Regions from separate parts of the Mus musculus genome. Here all the other regions are linked to region 2. A link is a contact called in public Hi-C and promoter capture Hi-C data. All regions are on one chromosome and are shown on one strand. The core of a region is the stretch at or near the end of the contact, and the rest is flanking DNA. Distances in the headings are between cores, read along the strand shown.

What was found. Promoter capture Hi-C pulls out the DNA fragments that hold promoters and counts their contacts. A called contact is a pair of places that touch in the nucleus more often than the background predicts. Capture Hi-C pulls out chosen DNA fragments and counts their contacts.
Region 1: a contact with region 2 is called in a Hi-C map of CD8 T cells, with 11 times the contacts expected there. The contact joins the promoter of Fbxl12 here to the promoter of Zfp809 in region 2. A contact is called at or near these places in 3 of 39 promoter capture datasets (erythroid cells and liver), 2 of 484 Hi-C or Micro-C datasets (B cells and CD8 T cells) and 2 of 9 other capture datasets (adipose tissue and liver).
Region 3: a promoter capture Hi-C map of erythroid cells shows a contact between it and region 2, with 8 times the contacts expected there. The contact joins the promoter of Cdc37 here to the promoter of Zfp809 in region 2. A contact is called at or near these places in 3 of 39 promoter capture datasets (erythroid cells, liver and pre-B cells) and 1 of 9 other capture datasets (liver).
Region 4: a contact with region 2 is called in a promoter capture Hi-C map of liver, with 6 times the contacts expected there. The contact joins the promoter of Zfp266 here to the promoter of Zfp809 in region 2. A contact is called at or near these places in 1 of 484 Hi-C or Micro-C datasets (B cells) and 2 of 9 other capture datasets (adipose tissue and liver).
Region 5: a contact with region 2 is called in a Hi-C map of B cells, with 7 read pairs. The contact joins the promoter of Icam1 here to the promoter of Zfp809 in region 2. A contact is called at or near these places in 2 of 39 promoter capture datasets (liver and pre-B cells) and 1 of 484 Hi-C or Micro-C datasets (B cells).

Annotation. Positions count from the first base shown.
Region 1 is chr9:20,641,442-20,644,215 of GRCm38.p6, forward strand. It overlaps Fbxl12 (F-box and leucine-rich repeat protein 12), which reads right to left and starts at 1,365. Exons shown (of 3, transcript NM_013911.3): 1 at 763-1,365; 2 at 583-655. The coding sequence starts at 848. It overlaps Ubl5 (ubiquitin-like 5), which reads left to right and starts at 1,895. Exons shown (of 5, transcript NM_025401.4): 1 at 1,895-2,774.
Region 2 is chr9:22,224,443-22,227,142 of GRCm38.p6, forward strand. Zfp809 (zinc finger protein 809) reads left to right here and starts at 1,270. Exons shown (of 5, transcript NM_001164624.1): 1 at 1,270-1,390. The coding sequence starts at 1,388.
Region 3 is chr9:21,148,483-21,151,259 of GRCm38.p6, forward strand. Cdc37 (cell division cycle 37) reads right to left here and starts at 1,452. Exons shown (of 8, transcript NM_001378796.1): 1 at 1,274-1,452. The coding sequence starts at 1,375. Gm35977 (a long non-coding RNA gene) reads left to right here and starts at 1,486. Exons shown (of 4, transcript XR_870568.3): 1 at 1,486-1,664.
Region 4 is chr9:20,520,125-20,522,824 of GRCm38.p6, forward strand. It overlaps Zfp266 (zinc finger protein 266), which reads right to left and starts at 1,295. Exons shown (of 9, transcript NM_001082485.1): 1 at 1,220-1,295; 2 at 896-995.
Region 5 is chr9:21,014,674-21,017,373 of GRCm38.p6, forward strand. It overlaps Icam1 (intercellular adhesion molecule 1), which reads left to right and starts at 1,267. Exons shown (of 7, transcript NM_010493.3): 1 at 1,267-1,428. The coding sequence starts at 1,362.

The sequences.
Region 1 (2,774 bases), core at 115-2,614, 1.6 Mb before region 2:
ACCAGCAGAGTATGGTGGTGCATACCCTTAGTCCCAGCACTGGAGAAGCAGAATTCCAGGTCAGCCAGGGCTACAGAGAAATTTTTCCTCGAGAAAACAAACAAACAAACAAACAAACAAAACCCAAACACTTCCTGGGCCTTCTCCTACAGCTGTAACTTCAGCACTCAGGAGGTTGTTGCAGGGGGTGGTTAGTTGGAAACCAGTACGTGACTCAGAGGTGTTCCTTCCTAGCATTCAAGAAACCTAAATTGCATTCCCAGTAGCACAGGAACCACACATGGGGCCCACGCTGCTAATCCCAATATTTAGAAGGTCGAGGTAGGTATCAAGCTCAGCCTCGGCTTCATAGGAAGCTGAAGTCAGCCTGGCCTAGAGGCCCTGTCTCAAAACAACCCCCTCAGCCCCCCAAGAAGCAACACCAACGAAAATCCAGAAAAATAAAAGCCTCAAGAAACTATCAAAAATAAATAAATAAAACAAACAGCAAACAAACACTAGAAAGCAAAATAAAGCAACCCCCACCCCCATGTCCCAGGGCAGGGGGTGGCTCTCCCCGCACCGCTCCCGGGTCCCGCATACCGTGTAGAGCGTCAGGTCGACGTGTCGCCATAGCCACCGGTCATCCACTAGCCTCTTCCAGCGGTGACAGACCCTGGAGGAGTGGACCGGCCGTTAGAACGACCCCGGCCCGCTAGGACCGGATCCGCATCTCCTGCCGAGCCCATGCCCGGCTCTTTCCCCCGAGGAGCGGGGCGGCACCTGGAGATGCGGATCCGGTCCCGGACAGGGAGGTAAGAGAAGATCTCCAAGAGCACCAAGTCTGGGAGGTCAAACAGAGTCGCCATGGTCCAGCTGTCGCACGCTTCCGTTTCCGGTGGCGGCGAGGCCGCGTTCCCTGGACAGCGCTGGGGTGGTCGGACTGGCCAAACCGGCGCGACTTTCAGAGGCCCGCCGAGAATCCCTACTTTTCTAGGAAAGTGCCCGAGGCCCCGGGACTGGACAGGCGCGGGCTGACGACCGTTTAGAGGTCAAGACTAGAGACTGACTAGGCCTGACTGGCTTGGCTAGCGGATGGAACTGGAAATAGGAAAACCTGGATGTGGCTTGGGAGAGGAGGGGGCACGAGGCGTGGCCAGGGCCAAGAGGAAGACGAACAGCAAACCCAGAAGGCTGGAGGTGACGAGTGCCTCGGGGGCGTGGCCATAAGGTGGAGCTAAGTATAAGCAGCAAACCCAAAAGGGGTCCGCAGACAACCCAGAAGGCGTGACTCTAGGAAAACCTGGATGTGGCTTGGTGGAGGAGGGGGCACGAGGCGTGGCCAGGGCCAAGAGGAAGGCTAACAGCAAATCCAGAAGGCTGAAGGTGAAGAATGCCTCGGGGGCGTGGCCATGAGGTGGAGCTAAGTATAAGCAGCAAACCCAAATGGGGTCAGCAGACAACCCAGAAGGCGTGACTCTGGCGAGGAGGGGGCTCAGGGCGTAGTCATAGCCGGGAGACGTGGCGAGCAGAGGCAGGTAGACCCCACGCAAGCTGGGATGAAGAAAGCAACACGCCTAGAAAGCGTGGCTCCGACGGGCGGGGAGTGGTCCTGAGGCGTGGCCAAGGGGCCCAGGGGCCAGGAGGCCCGGGGGCCCGGGGGCCCGGGGGCCTGGAGGCCAGTCAGAGGAAAAGCAGCAAACTCCCAAAGTGGGACTCTGGGAGAGAGGATAAAAGACAGAGACGAAGGGCAGCAGGCGTTGCAAACAAGGCCAAAGTACTAGCATTTGAAAAAGCGCCGCCGAGTGGAAGGGTGTGGCCAGCGGCAGAGGAGCTGATTGGAGGCCGTCCACAACAATGGGAAGGCGTGGCTTCAGTAGGAAGAGACAAGGGGCGCGTCTAGAGCTAAGCGACTAGTGGCGTGCGGAGGTTTGGCTTGTGCTGGAAAAGGCTTAGGGTTACTGCCAAGGCAGAGATCAGCCTGCGACCAGACCGTATGTATACCCAGGAGGCATGACTTGAGCAGGGAAAAGTTAACAGAGCAACAAACCCAGAAACCATGACTTGTGTGGGAAGGGGCTCAAGGACTAGGGATCCTAATTGCGCCTGAAGACTAAACTTGTAAAACCTAGCTTAGGCGGAACAAGGTCCGATATAGGGGATGGAATCAAGTTTGGAATGGCTGGGCGACAAAGGGACAGGCTGGGAGACTTATGACTGGAAGAATGGATAAGAGCAGCGACGGGGGCCCTAAAAGCATCGCTGGAGACAGAAACAAGAGCTAAACCAGGAACTGGGTGTGCAGCTCAGTGGGAGAGCCTTTGGCTGGTAAGCATGCTTAGCAGGCCCTAGGTTCGACCTCCAACACTAAAACAAATACCAAAACAAAACAAGAAAAACAAACCCCACCACTTTTCTTGTATGTATGCCAAGAGACTTAAAGCCTGAGAAGTTTTTTTTCGAGACGGAAACGAATCCGGTAAAGCCTGAGAAGTCTTTTCAGGACGGAAACGAGGCATTGGGGAGACTGGAACATATCTAAGCACTAAAGACACAGAACAGGACTTCATTCGAAACTGAAAGGTGTGACTGGGATGGGAGTGAGGGGCCAGCAGGACGGCCAAGCCAGGGAGGCGTGGCCACAGCCGCAATAGAAAGCAAGAATAATGCCTTTTGCTGCCTACGCATAAGGATTAAATTTTGTATAAGTCGTATTAGGTAAGCACAAGGCGCTGGGTAAGACTTTTCTTTTTCTTGAGTCAATATATGCTTACCTTGCTAAGAATCCTGTCTGC
Region 2 (2,700 bases), core at 20-2,519:
AAAATGTTGTTGGTCTTCTATTTGGTTATTATACTCTGAATGTTAATACAGAATGAATGAAAACAGTATAATTACACATCTGCATGAAAGGGCCATAATGCAACTCATTACTCTGAGCATTAGCCGTGGTTTTAATAAAAAAGTTTTGCAGTACTGTTTTAAATTTTGTGTTAAAAATTGCTTCTCGGGCTGGAGAGATGGCTCAGTGGTTAAGAGCACTGACTGTTCTTCCAAAAGGTCCTGAGGTCAAACCCCAGCAACCACATGGTGGCTCACAACCATTCTTAATGAGATCTGACGCCCTCTTCTGGTGCATCTAAAGACAACTACAATGTACTTAGATATAATAATAAATAAATCTTAAAAAAAAAAAAAGAAAAGAAAAGAAAAAAAGAAAAGAAAAAAATTGCTTCTCAGCGGGGCGTGGCGGCTCATGCCTTTAATCCCAGCACTCAGGAGGCAGAGGCAGGTGGATTTCTGAGTTCCAAGTCAGCCTGGTCTACAAAGTGAATTCCAGGACAGTCAGGGCTACACAGAGAAACCCTGTCTCGAAAAAAACCAAAAAAAAAAAAAAAAAAATGCTTCTCATGTAAAGCCCCAGAGGGGCTTTACCTGCTGGAAGACCCCAAGTGAGACAAGATCTATGTTTATTTTTTCTGGTGCGCAGGGATCGATCTTCAGCAGTCTCTCAAGCAAGAGACAGGGGGCGATCCCGGTTCTAGCTTACAAGCACCGTATACATTTTTTTTTTTTTTTAGAGGGCAGATTACAGTAACAGCTTCTAGGCACTTGGTGATGGATGGCTAGACCTTTTGTCTGGTTGGCTGGGTGATATCGGGTCATCCTTGGAGAGTACCTTCGTTCCCCAGAGGGCCCAGGTAGCCTTCAGCCAGCACTTTTTTTTTTTTTTTTTTTTTTTTTTTTTTTCTGGTATGTGTTTTGTCAGAGTCGGTCTGGGTTGGGTCAGAGTTGCTTAATCTTATCATTTATCCACAGGTCAGCACCCCCCACCCACCCCCCGCGCCACACACACACACAGAGAAACACAGAGACACACACAGAGACACATACATCACATCACAGTAAGAAAACTTCACGGGAATTAAAATAAATTATTGTGATACCGTTTTTCTGTCCGCTAAGACTTTCCGTATGATCAGACAGCCTTATGCCCTTTGCTACGCCCCGCCTTCCGTCATCGATTGGTGACTTTGACTGTCACTCAGGCCCTGTGACAGGACCGCTCTGAAATGAGGAAGTGGGGTGGATTTAGAAAGTTCAGAGGAGGTCTGAGCCTGCCATCTTGGGTCCTGTGGTCCCCAGGCGTCCGTTGCGGGAAGTTGTGCTGGTGGCGGAGACCGAGTCACAGGACGCTCCCAGTCCCATCATGGTGAGCTCGGCGCGGCGTCCCTGTGGAGCCGGTGTGGATGGCTGTGGGATGGGGGCTGGGCGGGCTCAGGGCACCCCGGAGCGTCCTATCGCGCCCCGACCATGCGTGGGGACTCGAGCTGGCTGCAACGCCCTGCACAGCTCTGCCACCCACAGGCAAGAGACAGGAATGCCTGACCGCTGGGTCGCTTCAGCGCCGGTGTCACACTAGGAACTCTGGGCTTCCGTTTACCTGCAAGGTTGGGATGGGGAACTCTGCGCCCTGTCTGGAAACTCTCGGAAGCTGGGTGCAGGGAGCTGGGTCTAGTAGGGGTGACTCTCCATCTGTCTGTCACTCTGGGATAGGCCTGTCAGTGTCCTGGCTGTCACCAATCAGGAACTTTATAGACTTGGGAGATGTTGATAGAACCCATCCTTAGGATGGATGAGAGACTAGTGGGTCTGAAAGGATCCCCGAGGATTAAATATTTTTGCGCATTAATTGGAGGAAGTGGGGAAGATAAAAATTCAGTTCCTTGTCCTAAACAGTAGTTTTAAAGTATCTGATAGACTTAATCTTAAAATTGCTGAGGTACAGGAATAGCCACGCATTGGATGTGTGTGGTGCAGACTGTGACGTGGTACCGAGGAGCAGAAGGCAAGGGGGAAGCAGTATGACTGTGAGATCTCTTCAGGCCCTGAGTTGCTCTTTTTTTTTTTTTTTTTTTTTTAAGATTTATTTATTTATTTATTATATGTAAGTACACTGTAGTTATCTTCAGACACACCAGAAGAGGGCGTCAGACCTCGTTACGGATGGTTGTGAGCCACCATGTGGTTGCTGGGATTTGAACTCGGGACCTTTGGAAGAGCAGTCAGTGCTCTTAATCGCTGAGCCATCTTGTAGGACCCCAAGAAGGAGCCCCCCACTCAAGTCTCAGGTCGCGGGGTCACCCAAAGAAACATGAGAGACCTTCTTGAGGCAGCTTTAATGGCCGAGCTCCGGGTCAATCAATACGTATCTCACTCAGGAGACAGAGGAATCGACCCTGAGACTCAAAAACTCAGGGTTTTGATAGGGTAGGGTCTAGGAAGAATTGGCGCGGTAGTGAGCAGAGTAGTACCGGGGCGTATAAGAATTCTAAAGCCGGGGGCTTATCAGAGTCGACAATGCATCTGGTTAATGTTTCAGCTTTTAACTATGCTCTCTATAGAAAGGGGGGCAAGCAGGAGGCGCCGGGCTGCCAGATGGTCAAAGAGTCAGCCAAGATCGTCAGAAGCAGTTCCTATTCCCTCCCTTTCTTTACGACCGGGAGACCTGGGAGACCTAGC
Region 3 (2,777 bases), core at 202-2,701, 1.1 Mb before region 2:
AATGTGTGTCATCATCATCTGGCTCCTGGTTTGGTGAATTTTCAAAGATGGCTACAGTTCATATAGGAGCCAAGGTGGGAAGGAGAGGGTCTACTTACTATACTAGAAGGAGCAGAGGTTCTAACAGGAAGTTAGGTGGGTGGGGTTTCCTGGAGTAACAGGAAATAAGAGTCTACAGGAGGTGAGAATAAGGAGAGCCACTGGAACTGAATGATGGGCAAGAGTGGAGATGGAGGTCAAATACAGAGGATAAGGGGGCTCTACAGGTATGTCCCATGTGGGACTCAAGTCTATAACCCAGGGAAAGGGATCCTGGACTGGGGAATCCCAGCTGCAAGCTAAGATTGACAGTTAAATTAAGGGCTCATTTAGTTTGGAAGTTGGGGGGGGAGGGGGTCGTCTCTGGGCCTTTAATAGAAATTCATGCCTAAGATCCTGGGAAATAGATGCCATAGTCAGAAGTTTTGTGGCTCCAGACTCTAAGTAGTGAGGAGAGGCAGAAGGGAGACGTGCAATATGAAGTGGGTGCGTGGCTGGGCTATGAGATCACCTAACAGAACCTGGGGTCCAGACTCTGAGGAAGAACAGAAGGTTCTGCACAGGATAGTGGGGACCCTACACACAAGGGTCAGCTTGGGGATGGGGAGAGGCAAGACTCTGACTAAAGTATTACCAACTGATAAAATGGCTCAGAGTGTAAAGGTGCTTGTGGCAACGTGGGGCGACTGGAGTTCCACAGCCAGTTCCAACATGGTGAAAAGAGAGGCCCAACTTCTACAAGTTATCCTGTGATCACCATAGGCATGCTGTGCCACGTGCACACGGGAACACACACAATAAATAAACTTACAAACAGAAGAGAACCATAGCACAGAGAGAACGCCTGGAGATACAGGTCAAGAATTACGGTGAAGAAGCCAGGAGTCCTGGGATGGAATTAAAAAGTCCGGCCCTGCATGAAGGCACATGTCTCTAATCCCAGTACTGGGAAGGCAGAGGCAGGAGGATCACTGTGAGTTAGAAACCAGCCTGTTCTACACAGCAAGTTCTAGGCCAGGGAAGGTTACACAGTGAAATTTTGTTTCAAAAAAAAAAAAAAAGAAAAAGAAAAGAAAAGAAAGAGAAAAGTCTAGATTGTGGAGCAGGCGGCTCCAGATGTCAATAACTAAGGTCTCCCCCGCCCCCACGCCAGGTGGCCTGGGGAAGAGGTCAGAACTCTAGAGCGGGGGGTCCCGGGAGTGGGGGGGAAGGGGATGAGCGCGCACAGCCCCACCTGGTGCCGCCAGCGGAAGAGGCTGGCAGTGTCTATGTTGGGGTGCGTCTCGTCCTCATCGTCCGACACCTCGATGTGATCCCAAACGCTGTAGTCCACCATCTTCGCTTCGGAGGCCCGGACTGGCTCCCGGGGCTCCACACGGCCGGGCGCTGAACAGGGACCCACAAGGGCTAGAGAGTCCGCTCGGCGAGCCCCGCCCCTTCCGCTTCCGCCCAGGGCGCCGCGCAGGACGGCCCCGCCCCAGCGTCGGCGCGGGACGTTACGTCCTTAGCAACGGGAGTCGGCGGCATTGGCAACCGGAGGTCTTCTTTAAAGGGCCAGGAGTATGTGGTGAGGCCTTCTGGAAGTTCCCGCCGAAACCAGACTGACCATCCTTTAGAAACAAAAGGTTAGTCGCGTTGGGCGTGGTGGCCCACGGTAATCCAAGTACGCTAGAGGCAAAAGCAGGTGGCTCTCCAGGAGTTCTAGTCCAGCCAGGGCTACATATTGACACTGTCAAAAAGTCAAAATTGGCTGGGCGGTAGTGGCGCTATGCCAGTACTCCGGAGGCAGAGGCCGGCGGATCGAGGCCAGCCTAGCCTACAGAGTAATTTTAGGGACGGTCAGGGTTGTTATACAAACAACACTCTAAAAAAAAAAAGTCAACATTGCATACACTAGCAAGATTTTATCGAAAGGACCCAGATGTAGCTGTCTCTTGTGAGACTATGCCGGGGCCTAGCAAACACAGAAGTGGATGCTCACAGCCAGCTAATGGATGGATCACAGGGCTCCCAATAGAGGAGCTAGAGAAAGTACCCAAGGAGCTAAAGGGATCTGCAACCCTATAGGTGGAACAACATTATGAACTAACCAGTACCCCGGAGCTCTTGATTCTAGCTGCATATGTATCAAAAGATGGCCTAGTCGGCCATCACTGGAAAGAGAGGCCCATTGGACACGCAAACTTTATATGCCCCAGTACAGGGGAACGCCAGGGCCAAAAAGGGGGAGTGGGTGGGTAGGGGAGTGGGGGTGGGTGGGTATGGGGGACTTTTGGTATAGCATTGGAAATGTAAATGAGCTAAATACCTAATAAAAAATGGAAAAAAAAAAGTCAAAATTGAGGCTGGAAAGTTGGCTCAATAGTTTGGAGACTGGCTGGTCTTCCAGAGCACCCGGATTCTGTTCCCAACACCTACATGGCCACTCACACCCATCTGTAAGTCCAACCCAGGATATATATATTATGTCCCCATTTGGCCTTTGACTACACCAGGCATGCATGTGGTGGACAGATATACTTGCAGACAAAACATTAATATACAATTTGTTTTTTTTAATCATGTTTGCCCTTAATTCCCACCCCACCCCCACCCCCACCAGAGTCTCACTGTATATAAGACAGCTCTGGCTGTCTTGGAATTCACTATGTAGACCAGGCTGACTTCAAACTAACAGATCTTTCTACCTCTTCTCCCCAGTGCTGGGGCTAAAGGTGTGCCCCACTACACCAGATCTG
Region 4 (2,700 bases), core at 45-2,544, 1.7 Mb before region 2:
TAACGCAGCTGTAGGGAGCCAAGGCCCTTTGTGACATCCAGGGGCACTGCACTCAAGGCAGAAACCCACACCCCACACATAAACAGATAACAACTTAAAATAGATTAAATAACAGCAAAAATGCCTTAAAGAGGTCTTGGTTTATAGCTCAGTAAGAGAGCTTACTAAACATGCACAAAGCCCTAGATTCAATTCCCACTATTAGAAAAACAAAGAAACTTTGAAAAGATCTTAGATGCAAAAACACCCAAAAACTTATAACAATGAAGAATTCTGATTTCACACAAAGAAGATATTAGATAATATTAATTTTTTATTATCTTGGCTGAAAGATCAGTATTTACGGTCTTACTGGGTCAGTATCTTCTTTTTTTTTTTTTTTAGAAAATGTATTACCCCGTTATGTAAAAAAATCATGCCTGAAATTCCCAACCTATTCTCAAATAGTTCAACATAAACTGTATTTTAATTTTCCTTGAAAAACCAACCAGTTTAATCAGTACTAACCTAACAAAGCCTCCATTTTTTAAAGTCTGCAAGGAGGCACAGGCCTACAACATTCAGACAATAGCTAACTATTTGGGCTAGGGTGTAGCTCAGCAGGAGAGTGCTTAGCATCATGAGGCTCTGAGTTGCGGCCCCAGCATCAAATCAAGAGTAACTTGTTATCCTTACTTTTCTTCAACACAAAGACCCGGGTCTTTGTACGTTTATATTTATATACAGATAAATGCACTCTGCGAAAGTCTACAACGAAGTTGCCTTTTTAAAAAAATCAGAATGCAATGTGTCTCAGGTAAACATAGGTCCCACGAAAGCGAAATAATCGGATAAAGCATTCCTTTCCATACACACACAAAAAGAAAAACAAGAGGAAAAGGCTGCCCTCACCCACCTTTCAGCCAAAGCTCGGCTCCCCCAAACAGAATCGCCCGGTCCAAGAATGGAAAATGCAGCGTCTCAATGTGATACCAATGGCGAAAAGTCTATTCTTTCTGGGGAGGAAAATAATTCCACGAAGGTTACTTTACACCGGCTTTAGAAGAAAGGTGGGTGCAAACAGCTCAGGGCTGAGTCGGGATGCGCACTCGGGCCGCGGCACCCGGGAAGGCTGCAGAGCCCGGGAAGCCGCGGGACCCCGCGAGCAGAGCTCGGCCCGCCTCCCCGCACAGGCCTACCGAGTCCTCGCCCTCCCCGCGCCGCCCCCGCAGCTCCTCACCGAATCCTCACCGAGCGCTGCGTGGAGAGCCCTCGGACAAACGCCGAGAAGGACTCAGAGCTCGGAGAAAAGGGGGGGCTGGCCGTGACGTCACTTCCATTTCCGGCTCGGAGTTCTCAGCCACGTTGGAGCTCTCCAAGCTGGAGAGAAAAACTTGTTTGTTCCAGCGTCCCGACAGTTGCACCCTTTTTCGGGTGGGTTCATAAGGGGCGTTGAGACAGGAAAAGAGCCGAGAGGTCGAGATCAGAAGCGAGACCTTGAAGGGGGAGCAGTGCGGGGGCGGGGCGAGAGGCGGGACCAGGCCGGGGTGCGCCTCGGTTGATGGCGGACCGGTGGGGCGAGGATGGGTGTGGGGACGCCCCGGTGGAGATGCTGCTGACAAAAGCTTTTCTCTCCCGCCTCTCCCTCACGCTCGCGATGCCCTTAGCCATGTTGCACAATCTGCCAACCCAGGAAAAATGATCCGTTTGGTCCATTCAGTTAGTGCTGTCTCCAGACACCTTTATGTCGACCTGTCTTTGTGTGTCTCTGGACTCTGCTAACACCTCAGTCCTTGATTCCATCACGTTTTCACCACCCAGGGCTGTTAGTAGAGCCCGGACTAGCATCACGAAGCCCTGGGATCCATCGCCAGTACCGTAGATGGTACTAGTGGTGCTTGGGAGAAGAAGACAAAGTTCAAGGCCATCCTTGGCTACATAGTAAATTCAAGGCCAGTCTGTCTGGGATACATGAAACCCTGTATCCAAAATGCTTAGTTCCTAACATCTTTTCCTGATTTTTCGTGATAATGGGGTGTGTGTATGTGTGTGCATGGTTTAACAGAGTAAGCAGGCATGTACATGGCAATGTATGGAGGTCAGGGGACAACTTTCAGGCGTCCGTTATCACCATGGGTTTCAGCAATGGAAGTCAGCTTCTCTTTCACCCACTGAGCCAGCTTTTTGGCCCAAACGACTTAATTTTTAGAGACAGTTTAACAGCTTGGGTGTTTTCTATTTTTGGAATAATTCAGAGTAAAACTAGGTCAGGCATAGTGATATGCACCTTTAACAGCCCTCAGGAGGCAAACACAAGTGGATCTCTGTGAGTTCAAGGCCAGAAAGAGTTATAAACTACTTCATAGTTTCACATGGATCCTATATGGATACTAGCTTTGTGTGTGTGTGTGTGTGTGTGTGTGTGTGTGTGTGTGTGTGTGTCTCATATGGCTGTGACTGTGAATATAAGACATGAACCTAGAAAGGGGACCATGAATGGGAGATCAAAAGATGTTTTAAAGAAATGGAGAAGTTGGTCTGGAGAGATTGCTCAGTGGTTAAGAACCTTTGTTGCTCTTCCAAAGGACCCTGGTTCAGTTCCCAGTACGCATATGGCAGCCTACAAGTGTCTGTAACTCCTTTTCCAGTATACCTGATACCTCTTTTGTTCTCCATGGACATGAGACAAGCATGCAATGCCCAGACATACATGCAGGAAAA
Region 5 (2,700 bases), core at 17-2,516, 1.2 Mb before region 2:
GCTTGGGTGTGGAGTGGCCTGGGAGCTGTGGGCTCTGGAGGAAGAGCACACGTGCATCTCGACCTCTCCCTTCCGCATCTGCAGCACGACCTCCTGGCCCAGGGCTGGTCTCCACAGCAACTGTATAGGCGTCTTAAAACAGGAAGCCTCGGGCGTCCAAAGGCCAGTAAGCAAGCCACTGGGTCTTGGAAGACTAGGGTTTGATATCTCTCTTTGTCCAATCTCATTGTTCAAGGTCTGCCTCAGTTTCACTGCGAAAAGCAAGAGCAGTGGAGCACGAGGCAGGATCGGGAGTTCAAGGTCATCCTCAACTACAGGGCGTTTGAGGTCACCCTGAGCTACTTGACACCTGACCTCAAGAAGAGACAGCAGGGGGAGAGATGAGAGGGGGAAGGGGAGAAACTAGCACGGGGCGGGGCCAGAGGATGGAGGAAGTGGGGGAAAGGAGTGAGAAGGAGAGGAAACCCCCCCATAAGGCGCGCTGGGGAGTGGGGGATCTCTGCTTTCTGAGAGGTGCCTCTCCTCTTCGGAGTTCTGTTTCTCATCCAGTCTAAGAAAGGGAGGTGCAGGGCTCCACGCCACAGGACCAGACATCTTCCTTCCTTTTGGGGGAGCTGTCAAGACGCCCCAGAAGTCAAAGCAGAAAAGGGGAACCGAGGCCGCGGGGGCGGGAGCAGTCGTGAGTGGGAGAAGGGAAGTGAGGACTGCCTCTCAGGCAGGACTTTCTCACAGCGGATCTGTCCGGGCCTGCTTGGATCGCTGCTTCATCTCTAGTGCCAAGTGGGTGGAGCATGGTCCTGGGGAGAGGGGCACCTCTGAATGGATGGCGTCCCCTAACGATTCCAGGGAGCCCTTATCCCCGGCAAGGGCATGTCTGGTGGGTTAAAGAGGCTTGCAGTAGTTGGGGAAATCAGGACTTGATTTCGGATCCCTGCGAAATGCCGAGCCTCAGTTTATCCCTTTGAGGGGATGGCGGTCCTGATGTCGCAGGGGACTAGGCAGTAGTCAATCAGTTAACCAGGAGGCGTGACTCCTGGAGGCCCGGGGCCTTCTCTCCGGACTCACCTGCTGGTCTCTGACACCACCTCCCCCCACATGTCATTACTTCAGTTTGGAAATTCCTAGATCGCAGGGGCCAGCGAGGCAGGACCACCCCTCTCTGCCAGGGCACAGTCTCCACCCGGAAATACCGAAGCCCTCGTTCCGGAGGGGAAGGCGCGAGGTTTCCCGGAAAGTGGCCCCGACAGCACCGCCCCTCGGCCCCCCGTGAGCCAGAGACTATAAAAGCGCCGCCCGCCTCAGTCTGCACCCAGTGCTAGTGCTGAGCTCCGCTGCTACCTGCACTTTGCCCTGGCCCTGCAATGGCTTCAACCCGTGCCAAGCCCACGCTACCTCTGCTCCTGGCCCTGGTCACCGTTGTGATCCCTGGTGAGTCCGAGGTGGGGTCGCTTTGGGGGGCAGGTCTCCAAACTCCAGGACCCAGAGCGCGGTCGAAATCCCTGCTTCCCGGCCAGCGGAACATCACATAAATTCAGCTGTTAACGGGAAGTGGGATTGGAAACCCAGGGTTGAAAACTAACAGCCCGGAGTTCGAATCCCACGTAGCATCACTCCATGGGTGGGTTACAGAACCCAAAATCTCGGTCTCTCTCTCTCTCTCTCTCTCTCTCTCTCTCTCCCTCCCAGTCCCTCCCTCCCTCCCCCTCTCTCTGTCCTCTCTCTCTCCCCCTGTCCCCCTCTTCCCCTCCCTTCCTTTCTTTCCTGTTTTGAGAATGATGCCTTGACACGTTAGCCTAGGCTGGCCTTGAACTCAGTCCTCAAGGCCTCGCGGCTCTTCGGGTTACAGGCTCAAAACACACTACTCTCCTAAAACATGCACGTTTAGAACCTGGGCTCATGGTCTGTGCAATGGGAACTGTGGTCACAGTCCTTGTCATGGGGCAGTCAGAATATGGCTGAGGTGGGGAACAGATGGTCTGAGGGGCTGGCCCGTCCTAAAGTGAATCTTGAGGTCCGGTTCCCTCCCCCACAGACACCCGTTCCTCATCCTCACCCCTGGGGAAGTCCAGGCTGCTTCTGCGCTGGGGAATTCCAGGGTTGGTGTACCCTGGAGCCAGAGTGAGCCGGCTCAGGACTCCCCACCTTGCTGCTGCCTGGGGGCGGCGCCTGCCGTCCTCCCAAGAGAGGAAGATTCAGAACTTGTTCAGCAGCTATCAGGAGGCTCCCGACTTGGATTCCCGCAATCCATAACTCCTAGCTGGATGACTTCTTCTTGCCTCAGGGTTCTCCAAGGAGCCCGAATAATTCCAGAAGTATTGAGGAGAGTTGCTAGCTGTTATAGCTGTTATTACCTCCACCAGACCACCAATCATAGCACTGGGATCTTTGCGTGTGTGGGGGGGTGAGGGTGGAGAGATGGGGGAGGGGAAAGCTGAGTTCAGTTTTTTGTTGTTGTTGTTATTGGTTTTTCTTGTTTTTTTGTTTTTTTTGGTTGGTCTTGTTTTTTTGAGACAGGATTTCTCTGTGTAGCCCTGGCTGTCCTACAACTTGCTCTGTAGACCAGGTTGGCCTGGGACTGAGACCTGTCTGCCTCTGCCGCCCCAATGGTTCCATCCCCCACCCCCATTCGTTGTTTACTTTAGTTAAGTGGTTACACTTTATTTACTTATTGTACAGGCATGTGCTAGTGCCACAGCAGAA